3 separate regions of the Mus musculus genome follow, and regions 1 and 3 are each linked to region 2. The links are chromatin contacts, called in public promoter capture Hi-C maps. All regions are on one chromosome and are shown on one strand. The core of a region is the stretch at or near the end of the contact, and the rest is flanking DNA. Distances in the headings are between cores, read along the strand shown. Region 1 has its middle 13 kb from the start of Dmrtb1. Region 2 holds the start of Glis1 (GLIS family zinc finger 1). Region 3 has its middle 26 kb from the start of Gm52673.

Region 1 (3,019 bases), core at 10-2,509, 240 kb after region 2:
TGATGCCCCCATTGGGGTCATAACCCAGGGGTTGAGAACCATTGGCAGGAGTGAATATATGCAAATGGGGTTAGAAGGCCGAAGGAGAGGAAACAGAACAATATTGTAGGTAGCCCCAATGTGTCACCTGCCAGGAACCCGAGAGGAGGCTGAAACAACAGCCTCTTGGGGAGAGACAGTACACCTAGCAGCAAGAAGATCTGGGCTGACTCCTGCAGTGTGGAGGCAGCAGGGAGGGTCAAGAGGCCTGGAGACATCTAGGAAGTCCCTAGTACAACAGGGGCCAAGCTTCAAGGACTATCTGTCATGGTCAGCAGGACAGGGTCGAAAAGGGCTCTGTGGCCAGCATGAGAGTAGAGAGGAGGAAAGAGTTTTCTGTGGAGGATAGCTCAGACCTAAGTAATAGGAAGCTGGTGCCGGTGAGAAACATCCATCTTGTCTTAAGAGCCCAGCACAAAGCCTGACACACTGTAGACGCCCAAATAATGTACTGACGCTGTAGATGGAGCTCAGGCCCTGTCTGCTGTTGCAGATGGTGGCTGACATCACTCCATGACTGATGTGAATACGCCATGGTAGTAAAAAGAAATCACTCCAATTTGAGGAGAAAAAAAATGTCTAAGAGCCAGATGTAGAAAAACACTGACTTAATTAGTGGCTGACAACTGGAGTGGCAAGTTTCAAACCCAGGTACACTTCGCTCATCAGAGGGAGGTGCGAGGATCTCTCCGTTCCTTGAGGGCAGCTGTTGCAGGGCGTACTGGATAACACTGGGAGACAACTCAGTGCTTGCTGGGTAACCAGACTGTACCTGGAAATGATGGTCTGTGAATGTGGGAGATCGGCCAGGTCAAGTCTATACCAAGTGTCCCGATGAATCTGCTGCCAAGAGGAAGTAAAGAGAAAGAGAAAACAGAAGGGGGAATGAAAAAGTGGAGGGATGGAGAGAGGAGAAGGGAAGGAGAGAGGGAGGAGAGGGGGAGGGGAGGGAGCGAGAGGAAGAGAGGAGAGGAGGAGAGAGGGGGGAAAGAGGGATAGAAGGGGAGAGGGAAAGAGGGAGAGAGAGAGAGGGAGAGACAGAGCACCAGCAAACAGATTTTCTGATTCTCATTTTTAAAAGAAAAAGATGAAGAAAAACCACCACCCAGCAGCTAATTGTTCACAGGCCGGTGCCTGTGCTAGCTCAAATGCAAAGGCTGACATGATAAAATGTTAGCATCTTGCGATCTGCTGTTAATAAAATGTAGCACAAAGGCACAGAGGGGTTTTACATCTGCTAGCAGGATGCTGCACAGCTTGGGACGCCTCTGCAGGCCACCTACCCCATGGCTGGCTCCAATGCTCAGCAGTAGAACCCAGTGCTGGGCTCAGTGAGGCTGTGTGAAGGGAGGGTTCAAAGTTCCAAGAAGGAGAGTTGGGACTGGGGACGCGGGCTTGCCTAGATTCCCTCTGGAGATCAGACTGGCTGGCTACCCATCCCTGGCCAAGGGTTGCTGGGGGCAAAGGGCCAGCACAGTGGCCCTCCCAGGAGAAAGTTTTAAGAAATTATCAGTAAAAACAAAAGATCAGAAACTAGTAGGAGGCTGGCTGCCCACACTGAGTAATTTCTATTCAATAAAATACCACACGGACAATAAGAATGAAGTTCCCTAAGTTCAGGTGCAGATGGAGACGGGGAGAATGAAGGGCTCTGCAGAGAAGATGTCTTGTTCGTCACTAGCTTCTCCCTGTCATCCACTGCTTTCTTCAGTGATGCAAGTAGGTCGAAAGTCTAAGATGAGTGAAGTATGACCCGGTCACGAATAGAAATCAGATATTCTTAGATCACCTTACACTGTTGGGAATATCCGAGGGGCTCAGTTACAGCCGCACTTTTAAGCTATAAATCGGGGCCACTGCTAAGCCTGGCTACTTGGTATTAGTCCAGAAGTACATGTAGGTTGGTCTTTATTTTGACAGGTGTATGAAACGTCACTGATTTCCTCCATAACCTCTTGGTTGATTTTTTTCCATGAGTGTTGCTGTGAGAGGGACTTTGTCAATGGCCTCACCAACTGACAGAGCCCGGTGACACAGAATGACAAAATCAGTGTCAGTCATCTACTGCTGTGCCAGGTCAAGAAACAGATCCCAGTTGGGTGTGGTGGCACGTACCTGCAACCCCGGAACTTTGGAGAAGGTCATAGGAGGAACAGGAGTCCAAGGTCTGGATAGTGAGTTTGAGGTCAACCTGGGCTACATGAGACTCTGTCTTCAAAATGGGAGAAAGAAAAGTGTGGGAGATGTGAATAGCAATGTATCTGCCTGGAGCAGAACACAGAACCCCAAACAGCCCCTCAGAAATATACTTGGTTGGTTTTCCACAAAGGTGCAAAGTATCATGGAAGAAACTAGAGCCACTAGGCACCCACGCGTCCCGAACTGGTCCTTGTCCCTCCACTAAATGAACAAATTGGGCGAGCACAGCAGTTTTGGCGCGGTATTACCCCATTGCTCTCCACAATACTGTGGGTGGGAAGGCGGCCAGTGGTGCGTAAGATCCCTGTGCTATCTCTCACAACTGCAGTGACCCTGCAGTTATCTTTAAAGGTTTTCTCCAGAAAAACCTTGTGTGCATTCAAATCATGCCCGAGTCGAGACAAGAGGGAGGTCTGTGAGGGGAACAAGGAGGAGAGTAACACAGGTGGGGGCGAATCCCGTTCCTAACACACACGTTTATTACCAATTGTGTAGTTTTAGCTGTTACCTACATTTATAATTGACCATTTTTAAAGTGGCCTGGAGAGGACCAGCAAGATGGCTTACAGGGCAAACGCATTTGCCACACAAACCTGAAGGCTTGAGACTCTCAGAGCCACGATGGCACAAGGGGAGAAGAGCCTCCCACGAGTGGTTCACGGCACGTGCACAGGCATGTACACACACCAGCATCAGGCATGTACTATAACAACAACAACAACCGGAGAACATGAACAAATGGCCACAGAGAAATTGTTCTCATAGAAAGCAAAGTGTTTCC
Region 2 (3,095 bases), core at 330-2,829:
GGTGGGGTGGGAGGGGGAGGTTCAAGTTCTGGGCGGGCAGTTGGTCAGTTTCCTCCTTTCTACTCATATCCACTCTGCCCTAAAGTGACAGTCCTCAATGACAAGTCTCCAGAAAGAGGCAAGGCCTCTGAGATGCCCATAACAGCTCATCGCCTGCACAGGTCGGCTGACACCTGCTCTTGGTAATAATGGGAGGAAGACACTGGCGTGGGAGTCGGAAGCCTGCGCTGCCACACCCTACCTACCTTGTTGCTTCTGGCCATGAATGTGGGGGTGGTGTTAAGTAAAATGTCAAGGTACTTCCAATTCCTTCTGCTGTTTCTAAGTCTCCAAACAAATAAGGTATAGGAAATTAAATCTTTTTTTAAAAAACTTTTTTTTTTCTTCCGAGACAGGGTTTCTCTGTATAGCCCTGGCTGTCCTGGAACTCACTTTGTAGACCAGGCTGGCCTCGAACTCAGAAATCCGCCTGCTGGGATTAAAGGCGTGTGCCAGCATGCCTGGCAAATCTTAACTTTTTGTGACTGGAAAAAAAAAATCTTTGTTTTGTTAAGATGCTGGGAAACTGCTTGGGTTGTCTTCCTGTGTGGAACCCCAGTCTGTGAACCAGGCCGGTTGCAGAAACACACTTCCACAGTTTAAGACTAAGGTCCTCTATTCTCAAACATTTTGTGCATAGTGGGAGATGTTGACAGCATGCAGAGACATTTTGGGGCTACCCTAGATCCTTCAGTAGACCCCAGAAAATCGGTCAGAGACATGAACGAACACCCCATTTTGCACGCTTCAGGGATGGGGGCTGACCCATTGCTTCTAGTCACTATGAAGCCTCATCAAGGGCTCTTCCTACAGTTGAGACCCTGCTGCCTGGAGCGCGGAGGACATGGCAAGGAATGGGTACAGGAGAACGCGGAGCTCCTCTCTCGTCTGGATGAACCCTTTCTAGAAAACAACACGAAAGTAAAGTGAGAAAGTGGGCTGAGGCCTGGGTTCAGATGACAAAGGCCAGCTTTGCTATGACTTGCAGTGAAATCTGTGCCACTTGAAGTGAGCTGGTTAGAGTCTGCAAAACCAAAACAACTTGTCAAGCACTTCTGTATTTGTTACCTCCGCTTAGCAGGTACCGCCATTCCCATTTACCCGGGAGAAAACGCGACCCGGGGAGGAGCAGAATCCCGCCGGGGAGCAGAGGAAGCCGGGTTGTGCTGGCTCTGCCTTCGGCTGGCCTCCTCCTCTGGCAGCCGCAGAGTCCGGCGGCGTCCCGGCAGCCGGCGTGCAGGGCTCCGGCCGCTGTCAAAACCTCAGCCTGGGCGCGCGCCGCCCCGCCCAGGCCCCCAGGCGAGCGGCACGCCCTCGAGCCGCCATTGGCTTGGTCCGGCAGCCCCCAAGAGTCGCGGCCCGAGCGGCTGTGGGCAGCAGCGGGCCGCCCCGCCCCCGGGGTGTCGCCCCGTAGGACGCGGCGGCCGTGGCGGTGGCGGCGGCGGCTGCGGGGGCTGCGGCGCCAGAGGAGGCGCGCCGTGCTGTGTGCCCCGCGAGCCGCTGCGCCCGCGGCGAGGTGAGAAGGGGCGCGGCCGGCGCCGGGGACCCAGTGGCGTCCGAATCCGGGAGCTCTGGGGTGGCGCGGGGCTCGCCGAGGGGCGAGGCGAATTTGGGGGCCCTGAGGCCTCGCTCTCGCGGGAATGATGCTGGAAATGATGCTGAGGCTCCGGCGTGAGACTTGCGGCTGCCGGCGGAGCGGAGTGTGAGCCGGTGAATGGGGTGTGTGGCATGGCTGGTCTCGGAGGGCGCATCGACGGGTCGCGAGTGTGCGTGCGAGCCGGCGTGCGTGGGCGACTCTGGCTGTGCGGGCTCCCGGGCGCCGGGGCTCCTGGATTTACGGCTCTCGAGTGCGCTTTGTGGGCTCGCGCAGTGGGCGTGCGCGCTCATCCTCAGCCCGGTGTCTGGCTAGTGGCGGGGCTCGCGGAAATTCTGCGTCTGCACCCGGCGGCGGTGCGTGTTCAGTGCCTGGGCTCTGCTCAGCCCGCCCCGGGGCACCTAGAGGTGCGCAGCCAGGGACCCATCTGAGTCTTTCCCTGCTCCCCTGTGACCCTGCTCTGGGAGTCAGGCTGCTGCCCTCTCCCTGTCCCTTTAGGGAATTCCGGACAGGAACTCCCATCCCATCCTAGTTTACTGCCCTCTCCCTGTCCCTTTAGGGAACTCCCATCCTATCCTTGGTCTTAGTTTTGCCATTCGTCTGAAGAGGGCTGACCCTGGGTGGAAGCGGATTAGGGTGGGAGGGCGCAGGGGATTCTCCGGAACGTGCGGGCCTAGGGCGACGGCAGCGAAAGCGGGACGACCACGGTGCGCGGGGTCAGGTGGCTCAGGGAATGGGGTCGGTGTGGTGACGCTAACTTTTTTTTTTTTTTTGAGATCAGGACTAAATAGAACGTGACTGCCCAAACTGTGATCTAGGGATGGAGTTTCCCGCTTTCTAAAGCTCGGTGCTTTCTTCCCTCCGCAGGAGCCTGGCGCGACCCCCAGCCGTGCGCCCCGCCCCGGCGCCATGCATTGCGAGGTGGCCGAGGCACTTTCGGACAAGAGGCCAAAGGAGGCCCCTGGTGCTCCTGGCCAGGGCCGCGGGCCTGTCAGCCTGGGAGCGCACATGGCCTTCAGGATTGCTGTGAGTGGTGGCGGCTGCGGGGACGGGAACCCGCTAGACCTGCTGCCTCGGCTACCGGTGCCACCACCACGTGCCCACGATCTCCTTCGGCCCCGGAGCCCTCGAGACTATGGTGTGTCCAAGACCGGCAGCGGGAAGGGTGAGTTCCACCGCACCAGTGTGCTGACCGCGGGCATGCTGAGGTCAGGTCTGTGGTACCGGTGTCTCTGCCACCGGCTCTGTAGGGATTCTAGAACTTCATGGAACTTCCTTAAGAGTTCCTTAATGTCTCAGTATCTCTGTAGTTGATTGGGACTCGCCTGTCAGTCTGAACTGATGCCTGGAAGCATCCAATTTAAACCAAATAGGCATGTTTGAGAAGGAGATGTGTATGTAGAAAGCTTACATTACATAATTTTGCTTCTATATGTTTCTGATGAAAGTCGTGTGAAATGTC
Region 3 (3,427 bases), core at 806-3,305, 220 kb after region 2:
AGGACAATGAGCCCGAGAAAGGGAACAGTTAGTAACTGTCAAAGTGTGAGAGAGAAAAAAAAAATCAGAACACGTTACTGAGCTGGTTAAATATTTACCAATTCGTGGTAACATATATCTGGAATATGGATTCAATGGAAATATGTGTGTTAAAGCTCCCAGGAGGGGTGTGTGTGTGTGTGTGTGTGTGTGTGTGTGTGTGTGTGTTGGGAATCATGAAAAGAAAGGGAGTATTTTCTACCCTCCTAGATGCCCATAGAACTGTCTCCAGGGACTGGCTCGGGTTTAACACACTGCTAGGCAACCTGGGACTGTGAATGCAGCTGCCCTGGAAGAGGAAAGAAGGTTGGGTTGATGAGGTCATTTGGGGGAGGGGTGCTGGTTACCATAGAAGTACGACTTTTTGAAACAGCCTTATTTTTATTACCTTGAGAAAAATGGAAATCCATATTACGTGCATGTAATCAATCACTCTGAGCAAGAAAGGCATAGAATAAGACTCAGCAAAGCTAAGTGTCCTGCGGTGGACAAGTCCAGACAGGAACTGAGTCAAGCTCAGCGACGCCCAGTGACAGCAGGGATGCTCTCAGGAACCGACCGTGTGAGGACGCGCTGTAAGCACACTCAGACTTCAGAGCCAGCTGGCTCCACCCTCCAGTGCTGGAAAGAGTTTAAACCGTTCGGTCCTGTTCACTTCTGTGGAGTTAGCAGAGCGCAGGAGAGACAGATGACCACGATTTGCGTGTGTTTGATCCTAAGGCTTTTACTTTCAAAGAGAGGAAAAAATACGGGACCAAGGGAACTTCTTCTCATTGACCGTGAATTCTCAGGCCACAGAGCAGTGGAGACGATTTCCATAACGTTCCACCTCACTCGACACACATTTCCCAGCAGCCTTTGATGCTTCAGTGAAGAGGTCCCCAAGTGCCACCCCACTCCCCACATTTGCCCTGTAGCCTCAGCTCCTACACCCCCTCCAATCTGCACTCCTCAGAACAGGTCGGGAGGGATATTTGGGGGGGCGTATATTGAAGGTACCAGGATTCCTGTTAGTGTACACACACACACACACACAAGCTCATCAACCATTGGTCCTCCTAAGCTGGTAGGAGTTATATATCCCTGTTAAGTGGTATAAAGTTCAGAAGCCCAAGCAAAGCCTTGGGTCCTGTCCCTTTTCCCTCACTAGACTATTGCTCTATGGAGCCACTGGTATTGTGTTTTATAAAAAAGAAAAAGAAGCCAGAGATATGTTTGGTGGAAGGGAGGTATGTGTGGGGGAAAGGGGTGCCTCCCTTCCCCCTGAGGAACCAGCCACATGAAGACTATATTATAGAATAGAGTTTATTTAGGGCATGGGGAGGGAAGTTGAGGGGGTAGTAGAGACAGAGAAAGGCAGACACACACACACAGAGCGAGAATGAGAGAGAGAGAGAGAGAGAGAGAGAGTATAGGTGGGCCGTGAGCATGTGGGGGGGAGGGGAATTGGGAGAGAAGGGACAGAGAGGGAAGAGGGGAAGAGAGGAAGAGCAAGAGGAAGAGTAGAGAGTGAGGAGGGGGCAAGCAGCCCCTTTTATAGTGAGTCAGACACACCTGGCTGTTGCCAGGTAGCTGCGGGGCCTAGAAGAAATGTCAACAACCAGGACCCCATTCTGATCATCCACTATAGGTTAGCACTTTCCCTCTAGTCAGGCCTGGTCCAGTATGAGCTCTAGATCCTCAGCTAGGACAGGGGGTGGTTGACTTTTGAATAAAAGAAGAGAGCAGTGAGCATTCAGCCTCCGCCACCCCCCCCCCCCCGGCGTGAGCTGCCACCCCTCACAGTGCCTTATCAGCAGGTGGACACACACCCCTTACATCAGGGCCTCTTGGGGTAACTGCTCTAAACACAAATTTCTGACCTATCTAAAGTCTCCTGGTGCTTAAAGTCCCTGCCCCAGGCTCACCGCCTTCCTCCAGGGGGCAGCAGATAGAATCAGAGTCCACCCACCTCCAGACCCAGCACTCGGCTTCCCATGCTGTGGGGGCTCATGACTGTACATCTGAAAGCACTGGCTCTGTTTCCTCTCTGTATGGTCAGGCTCCTCCTAAAACTCCTACGAGGAGTGAGGGATGGGCCAGGGTGAAACAGCAAAGTCTAAAGCATCCAGGGCACCTTACAGTTAGGAGCCCCGAGGCTGTGGGTGGGCAGTGGAGAGTGAACATACACAATTGCAGGAAGCAGAAGGTGGCAGGGCCCCGGGGGCTTCTCCCAGTCTATGTGCCTTCTGCATCCTGCTCCACCGCAGACTGGAAGCTGGAAGCAGAGGGACTACACTCAGGCAAGCCTTGGGTTGGGTCCTAGCGGCCCCTTGTGGCCATTTCTCTGGCTCTCTCCACCAGCCTGCACCTGCAGGTGGGAAGAAACCTAGGTCCAGTAAAGGCTGCCCAGGGCTGGGCTATGTGGTGAACTTGGCCAGAGGGCTGCAGCCCCTTGAGCTCACTGAGTGGCTTGGGACAAGCCTCTGAGCAGAGCCAAACCAGTAGTCAGAGAAGCTTGGACAGAAGGACCTCAGAGGACGTGGCTTGCCCTTCACAAATTCATCATATAGAGGGAAACTGAACCGTGGATCCTGGCAGGGGGCCACGTGACCTACCTTGGCATGAGCACAGAGCTGGGAGAGAGCCACTGTGTGCTGGAGAAGGGGGCTTCCAGGGCCAGAGGGGCCTGCCCCAGACTCTCATCCCTACCTGACTCCCTTCCCTGACCCCGCCACCCCCAGGTGACCCACCTTCCCTTCACTGTCTCCACTCTTCTCCCTCCCCAGAGCCTTCTTGGATGCCCGCTGCTCACCAGTCAGGTTGGGAGCAGGAGTTCACATCCTAGCCTCAGGAGATCCCCCGAAGCCCCTCTCCCTGCCTGAAATCTCTCTGCCGAGTCCGCACCACAGATGCCATTTCGAGGACCCTCCAGAGCTCGCCATGCTCGATTTCTCAGAACCAAGGTCCCTCCCATGTCCTTTGCACATAAGCTTCATCTCCTTCTTCCTCATCTGCGAGACCCCATGACAGCTGGCCACACAAACACACAACACACGCACACAGATGCACATATACATACACACACATACATATGCATGTAGACACATGCATATACATACATATGCAGATACACATATACACACGTATACATAAACACGCATACACATGCAGATACATGCACCTATAAACACATATATACATACACGTGCAGATACACATACACACACACACACACACAGTAGACTTCTTTACCACCTATTACTATTTGGCCACTTCTAACTCAAAAAATTGTTTTTGGATGGGGGTCTCATTATTAAGCTCTGGCTGTCTCAGAACTCTCTAGACCAGGCTAGCCTCAAACTCACAGAAATCTGCCTACCTCTGCCTTCTGAGTGCTGAAGCTGAA

The links. Promoter capture Hi-C pulls out the DNA fragments that hold promoters and counts their contacts.
Region 1: a contact with region 2 is called in a promoter capture Hi-C map of cranial neural crest. The contact joins the enhancer-like site here to the promoter of Glis1 in region 2. A contact is called at or near these places in 8 of 39 promoter capture datasets (the 3T3-L1 cell line, cranial neural crest, embryonic stem cells and 4 more), 5 of 484 Hi-C or Micro-C datasets (cochlea and embryonic stem cells), 21 of 115 datasets of contacts at active chromatin or transcription factors (the NIH/3T3 cell line, a beta-TC-6 cell line, bone marrow-derived macrophages and 14 more) and 5 of 9 other capture datasets (adipose tissue, embryonic stem cells, liver and 2 more).
Region 3: a contact with region 2 is called in a promoter capture Hi-C map of hippocampal neurons, with 6 times the contacts expected there. The contact joins the enhancer-like site here to the promoter of Glis1 in region 2. A contact is called at or near these places in 21 of 39 promoter capture datasets (the 3T3-L1 cell line, 3T3-L1-derived adipocytes, the C10 cell line and 13 more), 7 of 15 datasets of contacts at CTCF or cohesin (the NIH/3T3 cell line, embryonic stem cells, hippocampal excitatory neurons and 2 more), 117 of 484 Hi-C or Micro-C datasets (the AML12 cell line, the AtT-20 cell line, B cells and 59 more), 24 of 115 datasets of contacts at active chromatin or transcription factors (the NIH/3T3 cell line, astrocytes, a beta-TC-6 cell line and 17 more) and 5 of 9 other capture datasets (adipose tissue, embryonic tail, liver and 2 more).

The regions. Positions count from the first base shown.
Region 1 is chr4:107,669,677-107,672,695 of GRCm38.p6, forward strand. No RefSeq gene overlaps it. Among named protein-coding and RNA genes, the nearest start is that of Dmrtb1, 13 kb to the right of the region's middle. Within about 2 kb of position 1,260, at least 8 of the 459 cell types and tissues checked have an H3K27ac peak or open chromatin away from gene starts, as enhancers often do.
Region 2 is chr4:107,433,140-107,436,234 of GRCm38.p6, forward strand. It overlaps Glis1 (GLIS family zinc finger 1), which reads left to right and starts at 1,580. Exons shown (of 11, transcript NM_147221.2): 1 at 1,580-1,758; 2 at 2,501-2,798. The coding sequence starts at 2,543. It overlaps Gm46866 (Holliday junction resolvase MOC1, chloroplastic-like), which reads right to left and starts at 2,116. Exons shown (of 2, transcript XM_030253946.1): 1 at 1,141-2,116; 2 at 638-942. The coding sequence starts at 1,926. The coding sequence ends at 1,294.
Region 3 is chr4:107,650,791-107,654,217 of GRCm38.p6, forward strand. No RefSeq gene overlaps it. Among named protein-coding and RNA genes, the nearest start is that of Gm52673, 26 kb to the left of the region's middle. Within about 2 kb of position 2,056, at least 51 of the 459 cell types and tissues checked have an H3K27ac peak or open chromatin away from gene starts, as enhancers often do. A contact at or near this core is called in the G1E-ER4 cell line, the HL-1 cell line, the MC38 cell line and 13 more, where this site is marked.